Regions from separate parts of the Mus musculus genome. Here region 1 is linked to region 2. A link is a contact called in public Hi-C data. All regions are on one chromosome and are shown on one strand. Each heading gives the region's core, a stretch centred on a gene start, on an enhancer-like site or on the middle of the called end of the contact. The rest is flanking DNA. Distances are from core to core; before and after follow the strand shown. Region 1 overlaps Gm30906 (a long non-coding RNA gene). Region 2 has its middle 75 kb from the start of Gm30820.

What was found. A called contact is a pair of places that touch in the nucleus more often than the background predicts.
Region 1: a Hi-C map of the MNK3 cell line shows a contact between it and region 2, with 2.5 times the contacts expected there. The contact joins two enhancer-like sites. A contact is called at or near these places in 1 of 15 datasets of contacts at CTCF or cohesin (CD8 T cells), 11 of 484 Hi-C or Micro-C datasets (CD8 T cells, the HPC-7 cell line, LSK cells and 8 more) and 4 of 115 datasets of contacts at active chromatin or transcription factors (the HPC-7 cell line, astrocytes, memory CD8 T cells and 1 more).

The regions. Positions count from the first base shown.
Region 1 is chr10:8,180,332-8,186,069 of GRCm38.p6, reverse strand. The region is part of intron 1 of Gm30906 (a long non-coding RNA gene); the gene reads right to left. Among named protein-coding and RNA genes, the nearest start is that of Gm30906, 7.1 kb to the right of the region's middle. Within about 2 kb of position 4,074, at least 12 of the 459 cell types and tissues checked have an H3K27ac peak or open chromatin away from gene starts, as enhancers often do. A contact at or near this core is called in CD8 T cells and the MNK3 cell line, where this site is marked.
Region 2 is chr10:8,052,033-8,058,368 of GRCm38.p6, reverse strand. No RefSeq gene overlaps it. Among named protein-coding and RNA genes, the nearest start is that of Gm30820, 75 kb to the right of the region's middle. Within about 2 kb of position 2,333, at least 47 of the 459 cell types and tissues checked have an H3K27ac peak or open chromatin away from gene starts, as enhancers often do. A contact at or near this core is called in CD8 T cells and the MNK3 cell line, where this site is marked.

The sequences.
Region 1 (5,738 bases), core at 2,825-5,324, 130 kb before region 2:
GCTGGGAGACTGGTGGAGGGGTTTGTGGGAAGGGACTGAGGGACCCTGGGGGCTAGCACAGACCTCAGTATGCTGACAGGCACCACAGGTTAACTGGAGAACCGTGATTCCTTTGGCCGGAGGTAAGAGGAATGACTCCTCTTGGTAGACGTGAGCCGGTTTTACAAGTTCTACAAGGATGCTGGCTTTTATCTAACCACCTGAAAGCCTCCCAGACTTCACATTGAGCTGGTGTCTGAATACTTGGACTGACTTTTGGAGTTTGGGGAATTGAGTTTCCTTTTGGACCTGACCTGACCTGACCTGACCAGGCACCATGGCACATGTTTGTAGTCCCACTGGGGTTGCAGCAGAGACAGGAATGCTGGTCACTGGGCCTCTCTTGAGAAACCTGCCTCAGGAAGGAATGAAACAGAGGGTAAACATGGCTGTCACTGTGCCTGCCAACCTGAGTTTGATTCCCAGAAGCCATGGTGGAAGAAAAGAACTGAATCCTAAAAGTTGTCCTTTGACCCCTACAAATACCATGGCACAGGGATGTTCCCCTCTGTACATGGATATACACAATAACAATAAGTAAAATCTGAACTTGAAAATGTGGCTAGCACTTGAGAAACAACACTCTGTTGTTATCCTCTGGCCTCCACGTGCAGGCATACAATACACACACACACACACACACACACACACACACACACACACACACACACCGAGATAAAAACTGGCCATCACTGGAAAAGCGTCACTGGCAGGCCACAGCACTCCAGGAACATTTTAGTTAAATACTTTAAAAATCCAAAAAGAAAAAAAAATGTGAAGAGGGAGAAGCCTGCACGAAGGGAATCTTCCACTGAGAGAACCAGGCAGGTAGGTTTCATAAATCAGATGTCCCCCTGCTCTGTGGTGTGTGGGATGATTTACCGAGGCCATAAAGGGAATTCAAGACGCAAGTGAGAGACACTGTGGACACCCAGAAGTAGGATGATGCAGAGGACACAGAGCTCTGGGGGAGCAGGGTTCACAGCTGCCTTAGGCCCAGGGGTGACCAGAAACAGTCTTCTCAAGCATGAGAGAGTCATCGGTACCCTTGTCACATGGCTGGTAGGCACAATTGAATGATATTGTCAAGGGGAGGCAGCTCTGACACTCACGTGTTTCATTGGGGTTTAGGAGGCTCGGGGGAGGCACTTCCTGCCGAGTGTGCCGTACTCTGTAAAGCTTCACCACCGAAAGAAAATCACCACAGATAAAGTAAATAAAAATGATTCCAGAGGAATACTAACCAATTAGCACATTCTTTCGGTTCAAGAAACCATAACTCATCTTGGACGCTCGGTACATCCTAGCAGAGTACTAGGAGAAGAAAGAGTGCTCAGTTTGGGGGTGGGGGTGGGGGTTGCCTTCACTATGAAGCCTCCGATAGCCTTACCTGGTGGCATTCCCCTCTTAAACCCAAAGGAAAGAATGGTATCAAGTTGTAGATTCTAAGTCAGAATTTTGGCATGACACTCAGGGCACAGATTTCAGAGCTATGTTCTCCTTGGACTAGGATAAGACAGTGTCTACAGAGCAGGGACTGCGGACTCTGGGACATGTGGACCAAGAAAAAAATGCTTAGTGGAGGGGAAAGGGCATATGCTCAAAGTACATTGCATATGTGTATGGACATACCCTAATGTGGCCCATTATAATAGCCTAATTTAAAAAATCTTAATGAAAACAGAAAATGTATATATACACATATGTGTGTATATATATATATATATATATATATATATATATATATATATATATATTGCTTTTTTCCGCCCCATTCAAGTAAAAAGAGGAGCGAGAGAAGGAGGGAGGGGGAAGATGAGAGAGAAGCACTAGCTATTACAATCATGATTTTGAGAAAAGAATGAGCCATTTAATACCCAAACATAATCCCCCCAAATAAGAGGAGATGAGATGAATTCACATCTGTGAACAAAGTCACTTGTTTTATCTTCTCCAAGACAGGCATTAACGAACCCCTGCCTGGCACAGCAAAGAACAAGGGCTTTATGAAAACCTAAGTTTTAATACCAGCTCCACCTCCTGTTAGCCATGACAGGTTCCTTCAAGTCCCAAAGACATGGGTTTTTGGTGGAGTTTCCTTGAAGGCTAACCAGGAAGAGAAAACAATGCAGGCACCTGGGGCTTAGTGAAATAGCATGTGCACTCCTCTACCCTCAGGTCCAAGGCTGTCTATGGGGGTGGGGATGATGGTATTGAGGACAAAGGGAAGCTGGTCTCAATGTTCCTACACCCAGCAAGAAGGCTGCTCCTCTTTTCAATCACAAACCACTTTTGCCTGGTCTCCTGTTGTGGCATCTGGTCTTCTTCTTGTTAAGGAGTTCCATAGAGCCTGGTATTATCCAGAAGACAGAAGAGCTAGGTTACGTGGTCCTCAGGGTCCTGCACACCCTGGAGTTCTCTAGGGAAAGTGCTGGAAGCCCCAGGAAACCTGTCATTTTGATGTACAATGAAATTGATTTGTTTGTGGGTCGCACAGGCAGATGGCATAAGTGTTGCCAAAAAAAAACAGGAGGATTTGTCCACAAGCAGCTCTTATTTACTGTAGACCTTTTTAGTTCAAGATTTATGTCGGAGTGCAACATGCGACTATAAAATGTAGAGAGAGTTAGGCCTGATCACACCCCTGACCACCTCCTGGGCAGGAGGATGATATATAGCTCTTCCAGGAGAGGCTGAGATGCTGATGCTTAGCTAGAGACAGAGTGATTTAATCCCCTCCCCGAGACCTTTGGAAACACCACTCCAAATGTCCATTTACGCAGAATTAGATCCGAAAGTCTGGCTCTATCTCACTAGAAACAAAAGAGGAGCCCTAACAAAGGGTCTTCTCCGGGGGCCCTTTAAGAAGTGACTTGAACTATCTGTCAGCAAACCTCAACCGTGACTTTACTCTTCATATATCTATTCCTTGGTTTCCCACTGGGAATTATGATTTATTCTACTCTTTTTCTCTCTGACAAGACTTTGGTAAAGATCAAAGAAATCTATAAATTTGAAAAGTTCACAGCTCTTGTGCAATGTGGTACAAGTTTAATCCTGGTGCTTTTAGTGGAATTTCAGTGTTCTGTTTTTAAAGACAGCATGCCATTATGTATCCCTAGCTGCAACTCACTAGATAGCCCAGGCTAGCATCACACTCACAGAGAGCCACCTGCTTCTGCCTCCCGAATGCTGGGGTTAAAGATGAATAGCAACAAGCTCGGCAGCTTATTCGTTCTTTAAAGATCTAAAGTCTAAATAAAAACACTTAATGAAAAGAAAGCTTGCCCAAGTCCCTGAGAACTCACCGAGGACTTGGCTACCAGTCTTGGCATCCACAGAAATTATACAGGTTCTCTGGCACTAAGAAAATCAGGCAACCCATACTCCATTCTCCCTCTAAATCCAGTTCTAGCCTATGGGCCCTCCCGGCCCTTGTGTCTAGAGAGGCACATCCTCTTGTGGTCTCTTCAGCCTCACCACTATCTTCTCCAAGCAGGATTTCTCAGGCACTTCATTTTTTGTCCTGAACACAAAGCAGATGCCTCCTTAAAGAGTGCGGAGGTGCCTGCTACTAAGGCAATACCACCTAGGCATAAGAGTATTGTTACCAACTGTGATCCAAGTAAGCCAGTGGATATCAGAATGTGCCCTGGTCACATTCCAGTGGCAGCAGCAACAGTATTGCCAAGCAGCTTGCTAGAGATGCTAGCACAGTGGCCACAGCCACGAGTCAATACTCCGAAGAGCAATCCAGCAACCTGTGTTTTAGCCCAGGTCTCTGGAGATCCTGATGCAGCAGAAGTATGAGATTGGGTGAACCTTCCAGGCTTCAGCAAAAGCCTGGTGTTGGGGACGAGGAGAAAGTAATTTGAACACGAGTTCTACCCTTATGGCTTGACACAAGCAACCAGAAAATTCACAAACCTGAAGTTTTAGGGTGAGTCAATGAACACAGGTTTAGCCTGTGTTTCTAACGATGCTGGAGAGGAAGGAGAGACAGCAGCCTAAGCAGCATGCAGAGAGAAGGAGTTGGCCCAGGGCCCAGTTCTTAGGCCTCCAGGTGCGGTTGGGGGTTCCCCACCCCACACTCACTCTTGGGTGGAGGGTGATTAATGGGTATATTTCATGATTTAGGCCTACAGTCTACAGGGCTCACAGGGAGAACTCAGTGTGGGCTGGAGAAGCTGAGGACTGTGGCTGGGCCCCTTTACAAAGCAAGAACTGGACAAGCAGAGATTTATGGGCTTTCTCTCTCTCTCTCTATTTTGGTAACATTCCACACTGTGTGGGAGATGGTGGGTAGCTAGCTCTTTAGATAGCAGACACAGATTCCACTTGCCTGAAGGTGGAAGCCTCATCTCACCAGTCAACCTAGGTTTAGAGTGATGCCTCACATCTCATGTGAAGTTGGGACAGAGCTCTTGTGTCCCTCTGAGAGTGGTCCTAGCAGGTCCCTGGTCCTGATTGGCCCAGTTGACCAAATGAGAATAATGTCCACCTTGTGCCCCATCTTGCTCTTCTCTTGGCTCCCTTGTTTCTGCTTCTTGGACTTGCCTGGTGCTCTTCTGCCTGTCCTTCATGCTCATTGGCCCTTGCTGCTGCTGTGTGTTTTGCGGTTCCACCCACCCACATCGTGTGTCCCCAGGCCAAAGACCTTCTAAGTAGTCATAGGCTTGGATTTGGGCCGGTGGTGTGGATGAAAAGAGAGGGGGCAGTGAAAAACCTGGCACACCTCACAACTAATTGATTAAATTAAACAAAGAAAGAAGACGGGAAAAGAAAGGGACAGCAGAGCTTTTCGAGATCCCGAAGGGTGACCCAGTTACTTACACAGGTGTTCAAAGTTCTCTTTCAACAGTCAGGGGAGCTCTAAGGAAACCATCTAACTGTTCATAAGTGGCTCTATTAGAGCTTTGGTTAAACCTAGGATAAAACATCGTACATCCAGCTAGTGAAATGGTAAGATGAACTAGTCAGCAAAAGCAGAGGTTGACTGGCTTGGCTAGAATGTCAGTGGATCTTCTCAGAAATGTCATCACAGATTTATGGAGAGAGAAGCTACAGTGGGTGAGATGTAAAGGTGCTAATTGGAATGCAAACTCAATAACTGAACAGCAGGGCTTCCATGGAGACTAAAAAAATAATATTAAAAAATGTTCATGTCCCATGCAAACTAAATCCAATTATAATCACACAGCAAGTTATGACCCACGTGCCATGGCTTCATCAAATTCAGTGTTTCTGTCTCCTGGAGGAGGTGGGGACACAAGTGTCTAAAGGTCTCTTAGCATTTGATGGCTGAAAACCTAGAACTTTGACACTGATTAGCAAAGCACTGTAGTTGGAAAAGTACATCTAATTTTGCTAAGGTCAGCTCACTCATCCTTTTCCTGAACTTTTAAAGCAGTTCTTGGAAAGAGGTTAACGTCTCAGGGTGTGACTGCCAGGGGGCCCTGACTCAAGTAATCTGAAACAAATGCCAACACTACCCAGAACTCGGAAAGCCTAATTCTCAACTTGAAAAATTACCAGAACTATTTCTTTCTTCTCATGGAGTAATAGAAAACTCAGATACTCAGTGGCTAAGTACTTTGTGTGTGTGTGTTAATATATATATATAATATTTTAAAAGATTTATTTATTATTATATCTAAGTACACTGTAGCTGTCTTCAGATGCACCAGAAGAGGGTGTCA
Region 2 (6,336 bases), core at 1,084-3,583:
CAAGCATAGGCTCACAAACCAATAATCAACGTGGAGTTTTCCTGAGTGTTGACACTTTATGGCACTTCCAGGCAATGGCTTTAATTTTGAGCTTAGGTGCCTTGCATATCATGTGCATAGTTAGTTCCCTTTCCCATCATGGATCTTATATATAAAGGTGTATTGACCTACATACCCAGCAGCCATCGAAAACTTGATGTGTTCAAACCAGGAAAACCTGCAAAACCTGCTCCTCTCCGGTTTTTTTCCATCCTGATGCTTAGACCAACAATCTAGGACAGGAACATGAGTCTAAGCCCTTCCGATAGACTCAGGTTATCTGTCAACTCCACACCCAACATGTATCCCGAAGCAATCACTTCCTGCCCTCACGTGACTCCCTCTGCAGTTCAGAACACACTACCTACTGGGTCTTTCTGCACCCTGCCTTGTCCAATTAGGACCCATGCTTCTCATGCAACTGACATTCTTTGATGAACATAAGTCAGATCTTGTCTATCCCTGCTTAATATTCTCGTAGTGTCCCTGAAACTTACAGAAAAGCTCAGTTTTAGAACCTTCCGTGACTTAGCCATGCCCTTCTCCTTCCCTGATCTCCTATAATCTGTCGTTTCTCCCTCATTCAATTGTCTCGTAGGCACACTATACTCCTGTGTTCTAAATACTCTTGCCTCTGCTTACCCGAGATGAGAAACCCCAGTTATCCATGAGATACTGTTCTCAAATGCTGGCTCCTTCCTCACCTGAGCTCCCGGCTTTGCTGTCGCTTCTTTGTAAAAGCTTTCATGATTACAGTGCCTAGACCACCTCCATCACAACACTCCATTTTTGTGTGTGATGGTATTTAGCATACTTTCTGACTTGTTCATTAGCTGGTTTTCTTTTCAAATTATTCATTTTATTCTATGTGTATGAATGTTTTCCCTGCATGTACATATGTGCACAACATACATGTCTAGAGTCAGAGAGACTAGAAGGGTAAGTTAGATCCCTTGGAACAGGAGTTACAGACCGTTATGACTGCATCTGAACGCTGGAAATCAAACTCGGGTGATCTACAGGTTATTATAACTGCTAAGCCAACCCTCTAGACCCAATGGCTCAAATTTTTTATTGGACTCTCTCCCTTCATGACAACATGAGCTATACAAGGTATATTGCTGGATTTACTGGTGGAATTCAAACTATTTAACAATAGGTATGGCATAAACTCTAGCACATCAGAATAGATGCTTCTTTGAGCACTAAGTAGTGGCTGGATATAGTATTCTTATACCTATTGGCTCCATAGAGAATAACTCTTAAAAAGGTCAGTTCTTGCTGACTCATTCTTGCTTAGTTTTGTTGTTCTGTCATGAACCTAAATCTGTATTACTAACCCACCCTGAGTCTCAGCTTCTTTATTCCCTTCATATTAGCTACCATATCTACTTTCATAGGTTAATTCTCCAGGGATGGGGGACTGACTAATACTCTTTATAATTTTATGGTATAGCTCAGCTTGGACATGCTCTCTTCTTGCCTAGCCCCCCTGAGTCTTAGGGTTACAGGTATGTATCACTATGTCTGGCCACTCTTGTCAATTTTAATTGGCATAGTAGTTCTAGACTTTGGGTAGAGTCTGGTTTCTCTCTGAAATCCTTTACCAAGTCTATCCTGAACCATGTATATGTGTCTAGAGATGGCTCATCATGAGAGAGGTAACAGGAATCAATTTGCCAAGCTCAAAGTTCAGGTATTATTGCATCCAGTTGTCAGGTCTTGAGTCAATCACTTAACTTCTATTCTATCTGTAGATAGATATACAGTAATAATATGCCCCACAAGTGGCAGTGAACAGTTCCAAATAGAACAGGTCAGAGTATCTAGCCAGTTACACCCTGGGAGATGATCAAGGAGTACTAGTCTCATGTTGCCTGACCCTACCCTTTAGCAGTCCTATGAAGATCAAATGAGATGACATATATGCTCTGCTCTGTAAAGCCTGTGCATTGATCAGATCATTGATGCTATCTCAAAAAAATAAGCTATCCTAGAGTTGAGAATACAGTTTGCTTTCCAGGAATCATAAAGAGCCAGGTGTGGTGGTTAATCCTAATTAATGGTCAAGTTGATTGCATTTGAAAAAAAAACCACTTAAGAGATTAGTGAAGTACACTTCTGGGGTGTATTGGTAATGGAGTTCCTAGAAACAATTAGAGAGGGATAGACACCTAACCAAAGATTTAATCTATTGATGGGTAAAAAACTTAACACACTTATAGGAGGTGGTGGAGGCGGGGAGCCTGACTAGAGAAAGTAGGTCACTTGGGGCATGCCATTGAAAGATACATCTTGTCTATCCCTTTCTATTACTGCTCTCCCTGCCCCCACCATGGCCTACTTTCTGATGAAACCAAGTCAGAATAAATCTTTCCTCTTCTGAATTTTTCTCTCAGTAATTTGTAAGAGTGACATAGAACTAATAGACACAAGCTGAAAAAATATGGCAGGAGCCACTGTGGGAAGGCCAGTGTTCCATCCTAGAAGTCCATGCTTTGCTGATTTAGCCTCACAGCAAAGCAAAACCCAGCAGCATTTGGGGAGCACTGTGTCTGTATTATACAGCCTGCAGAAAGCTAAAACATCAACCTACTGGATACCTACAGAGGGATTTGCTGCTGGGTTCAATGTTTCCAAAGTAACACAAACACTTCATCTTTTAGCTCTGCTCTCAAACCAGTGTATCTCCATTTATCTGAGAACAAAGTTTATCCAGATTCTGGTCTCCGCTGACTAAGACTGTCTCATCTTTTAACTCAGCCAGGCACTTTCTGTTTCTGTCTTCTGCTTCCACCCAGCGCAGCAGCATCCTCAGATGGGTGTAAACCACATCCTAAACAGCCCCATGGACCTGGGCTTTCAGCATGCGCATATGGAGGTAGAGAGCGACCCCATTCAGCTCATAGCTGCTAGCAGTCAGGCCTTTTCCGGAAGCTCTGCTGATTACAGTGATTCTGGCCAGAGGAGCTGGGGAAAGGAAGACTGAAGGAGTCTTTACATCCATCACTTAGCTCGGAATGTGTGCAGCACATCAAAGTTTTCTGACCAACACACTACAAAATGGCTTCTTCTCCTTTAACTGGCCACTCTTACTAACTATACACTAAGTTGTTTAAACTGTTCACTGAAGTCTTTGGTGCGTTCTGAGTTTACTGTTTTGGAACAAATCCCATTTCCACAGCCTCTGGATTGCTAGACTTCTTTGGAGAACAGGGTGAGAATGGGTTGTAGAGACAACGTCTCCATTGAAATCCATCTTCTGTGTACATGCCCTGCAAAGTCAAGACAGATACTACATTTTCCAACCCAGATTCTTGATAAGCCCCTCTTGAGGCAGAGGAGGAGGAGAGAGAGGAGAGAGGAGAAGGAGGACAGGAGTAAGAGGACACATTCCAAGGGTTTTGTTGGGAACTGTTACAGTGTACAGTACAAGGCTGTGAAGGGCTCAGCACAATACCAAGTACACTGATCATCAGAGACTGGCTCTGTCTGTAGTATTTTCCTGTTTAGCTCAGGATAGGTGAAAGCCTACTTGGTGAATCCAGCCAAGCACATTCATTTGCATATCGCTCACTCCTGGCTACTCTCCTTACAGTTGCTGAGCAGCATCACAGCAAAACAGTCAGTATGGCTGCAGTATGCGACCCATTATACGCAAAACTTGACAACCTTTGGACTCATTTAGCCTGCTTCATCTTCTCCCCATCACCGCCATCAAGAAAAGCCTCCACTAGGGACAGGGCTTCTAATACCTTTTCAATATTTCTTTCTCAGTCTTTGCCAAATCTTTTGTACTCTTAGCCAGTTTGAAATGGAGAGTGTAATTCCCAGACTCCCTTTGCTATCAGAAGTGGCCATATGACTGAATCCTGCCCAATGGGATGCAATTGAATATTTTATGCATCCCTTGAAGAAAGCATCCTGAAGGGACTTCTCTGCTCTCTTTCTTGAAGCCTAAAATGCTAAATGCAGTGATGACCAAATAGGAAAATGGAAAACATGTTCTCATCTTAGAACACGGTGTGACCTTGAAAATGAATGTTATATTTAGCAGAACTGAGACTGGAAAGCCTAGGTCTCTGATCTTTGAGGCATACTATCTGGTAGAATATGCATTGTGTTAAGTTGTTTACTTGGAGTCTTCTCTACTCAAGTAAAAATAGTCCCCCAAAATATATTAAATAAACCAAGCAAGAAAGCTGATTATGGCGCCCCCTGGCCTCTGCTTGACACTCCCAAGAAAAACTCTTTGTGGTCAAATTGGCCCTTGGATACATTGGTTTGGGCAACATGGAACCACTTATTCTTACAGAAGGCCAACATCGCATTGCACATGTTTAATATTTACTCAGAAACAAAAGACTTACACTCATTCAAAGAGAAAAAAAGATTTCTTAAAATGCTTATTCAGGGAAAAAAGATTAATGTAGATTAACTATTAAATAGGGGGATGGATAAAGGAAAGAAGCATTAAGTTCAAGTCTTCCCATCAAGGGACTGTCTCCTTAGACATAAGCTTCAAGCTGGAAGAAGATAGGGAAGAGAGGATGCCATCTTCTTACAGATGAGCATGCTGAGGCTGGGAAATGAAACCCATTCTGCTGCTGAGCAGACCTAAACTCCATCTGGTCCAGCTCTCTCTCCATGTGCTGTTGATGGAGATGAACCTAGGACAGAGTTTAATCCTTTGCAGCAAATCAAACATAGGAGACAGGAAATAGCCAATGTGTCTGTGTAGAGGCTCTAGGATCTTGAGCTCTGAGTCTGTTTGGTGAACTTCTCCATGGAGAGATCTGACGAATGCTCACTAATGAGCAAAGAATGGAAACCGGGGGCTTTTTAGAATGCCATTAAAATCCCTGACTGCAGAGAAAGAGACCGCTAACAGTTTGCCAGATTTATAAAAGAGAGGCAGTGTCCAGGCAACTTGTGGACTTTCTTTCTCATCCACATAGCCTTCCCTTATGAACTGTCCTTCATTACGACTTTCTCAGATGCTAGCAATTTGTCTCTGAGGATTACTGGGAGTGGGAGGGGGACCCACAATAGCCAGAAGGTCAAAAGGACCACACAGAACATTCTAGTCTCCAAACCACCAGAAGCCAGGGACTCCGAAATTTCACTGGTAGAAAAGGTCTCATCCAAGTGAGGCAAGTCCACTCACCATAATTGCACACACACAAGGGCATGCTTGATTAACTTGTTCACGCACACTCGTGTACTAAGTACTAGGTCAAGTTGGAAAGTACACACTGCCATACAAGTTCACACAACTGTATGTGATATTATCTTACTGTGTAGATAAAGACATGGAGGGAATCATTAAGACACTGAAGAACTTGCCCATGTTATGCAGCTAGGAAAGTGATCTTGCTGGGATTCTAGCTGTGTTTGTTCATTTAAAACCTACTCTTTTCTTTTTCATTCTGCTGGCCATTAGTCCAAGGTGGATGAGACATGACTAGTCACTGAATACATTTGTCTCACTGAGACACTTAGAAGAGGTGTTTGTTTGTTTGTTTTTAATTTTGTTTTATGAGGAAGAGCTTTATAAGTTGAACACTTCTGCTTGTTCCCCTTGATCCAGGGTGGATCTTTACCTCTCCCTCCTCTTCTCCAAATCCAATCCCCACTTTCAACCCCAGCTGTATAGTGGACCACATGCTCTGGCCCCTCCTCCCTCTTTGCCCCAATCTCCAGTGGATCACACAGATCTTCTCTTTTCAACCTTCCTTTCCCCAACCCATCTCTTTACCTCAGCCCCAGGATCCAGCAGGCATTCCCTAGGAGCCCACCAACCACACTTGCCAGAGAAGCAAGTAGGCCAGCTAAGCAGCTGGCTTTAGCCAAGTAGGCAAGCTTCAGATTTTTCCTCTTCCTCCTCTCCTCCAAATCCAATGCCACTCCCAAAGTCTCATTCCCAGCTCTGTAGCAGACTACCTGTTGTAACTTCATCTCCCTCTCTACTCCCCATTCCCAAAGGACTAAGCAAATCCTGATGGAGCACCCTGATTTCCTCCCATCTGTAAACCTCCTTAGCCACCAGGGGCCCATCCCCATCCATACGTGTTAGCTCCCAACACCTAGAAGCACATTTTACCCAGAACCCCCATGACAACACCTAGCAGATTACCAGAAAAATTCCCTGTAAAGCAATACACAGCCACCACACCCTCCTAAGAACCAAAGAGCACAACAGAATCAAAAGAACAAAACACCCACCAAACAAAGACAAGATCAAATGTCAGTACCTAGAACTACAATCATCCCAAACCCAGATACATAGATTAAGCA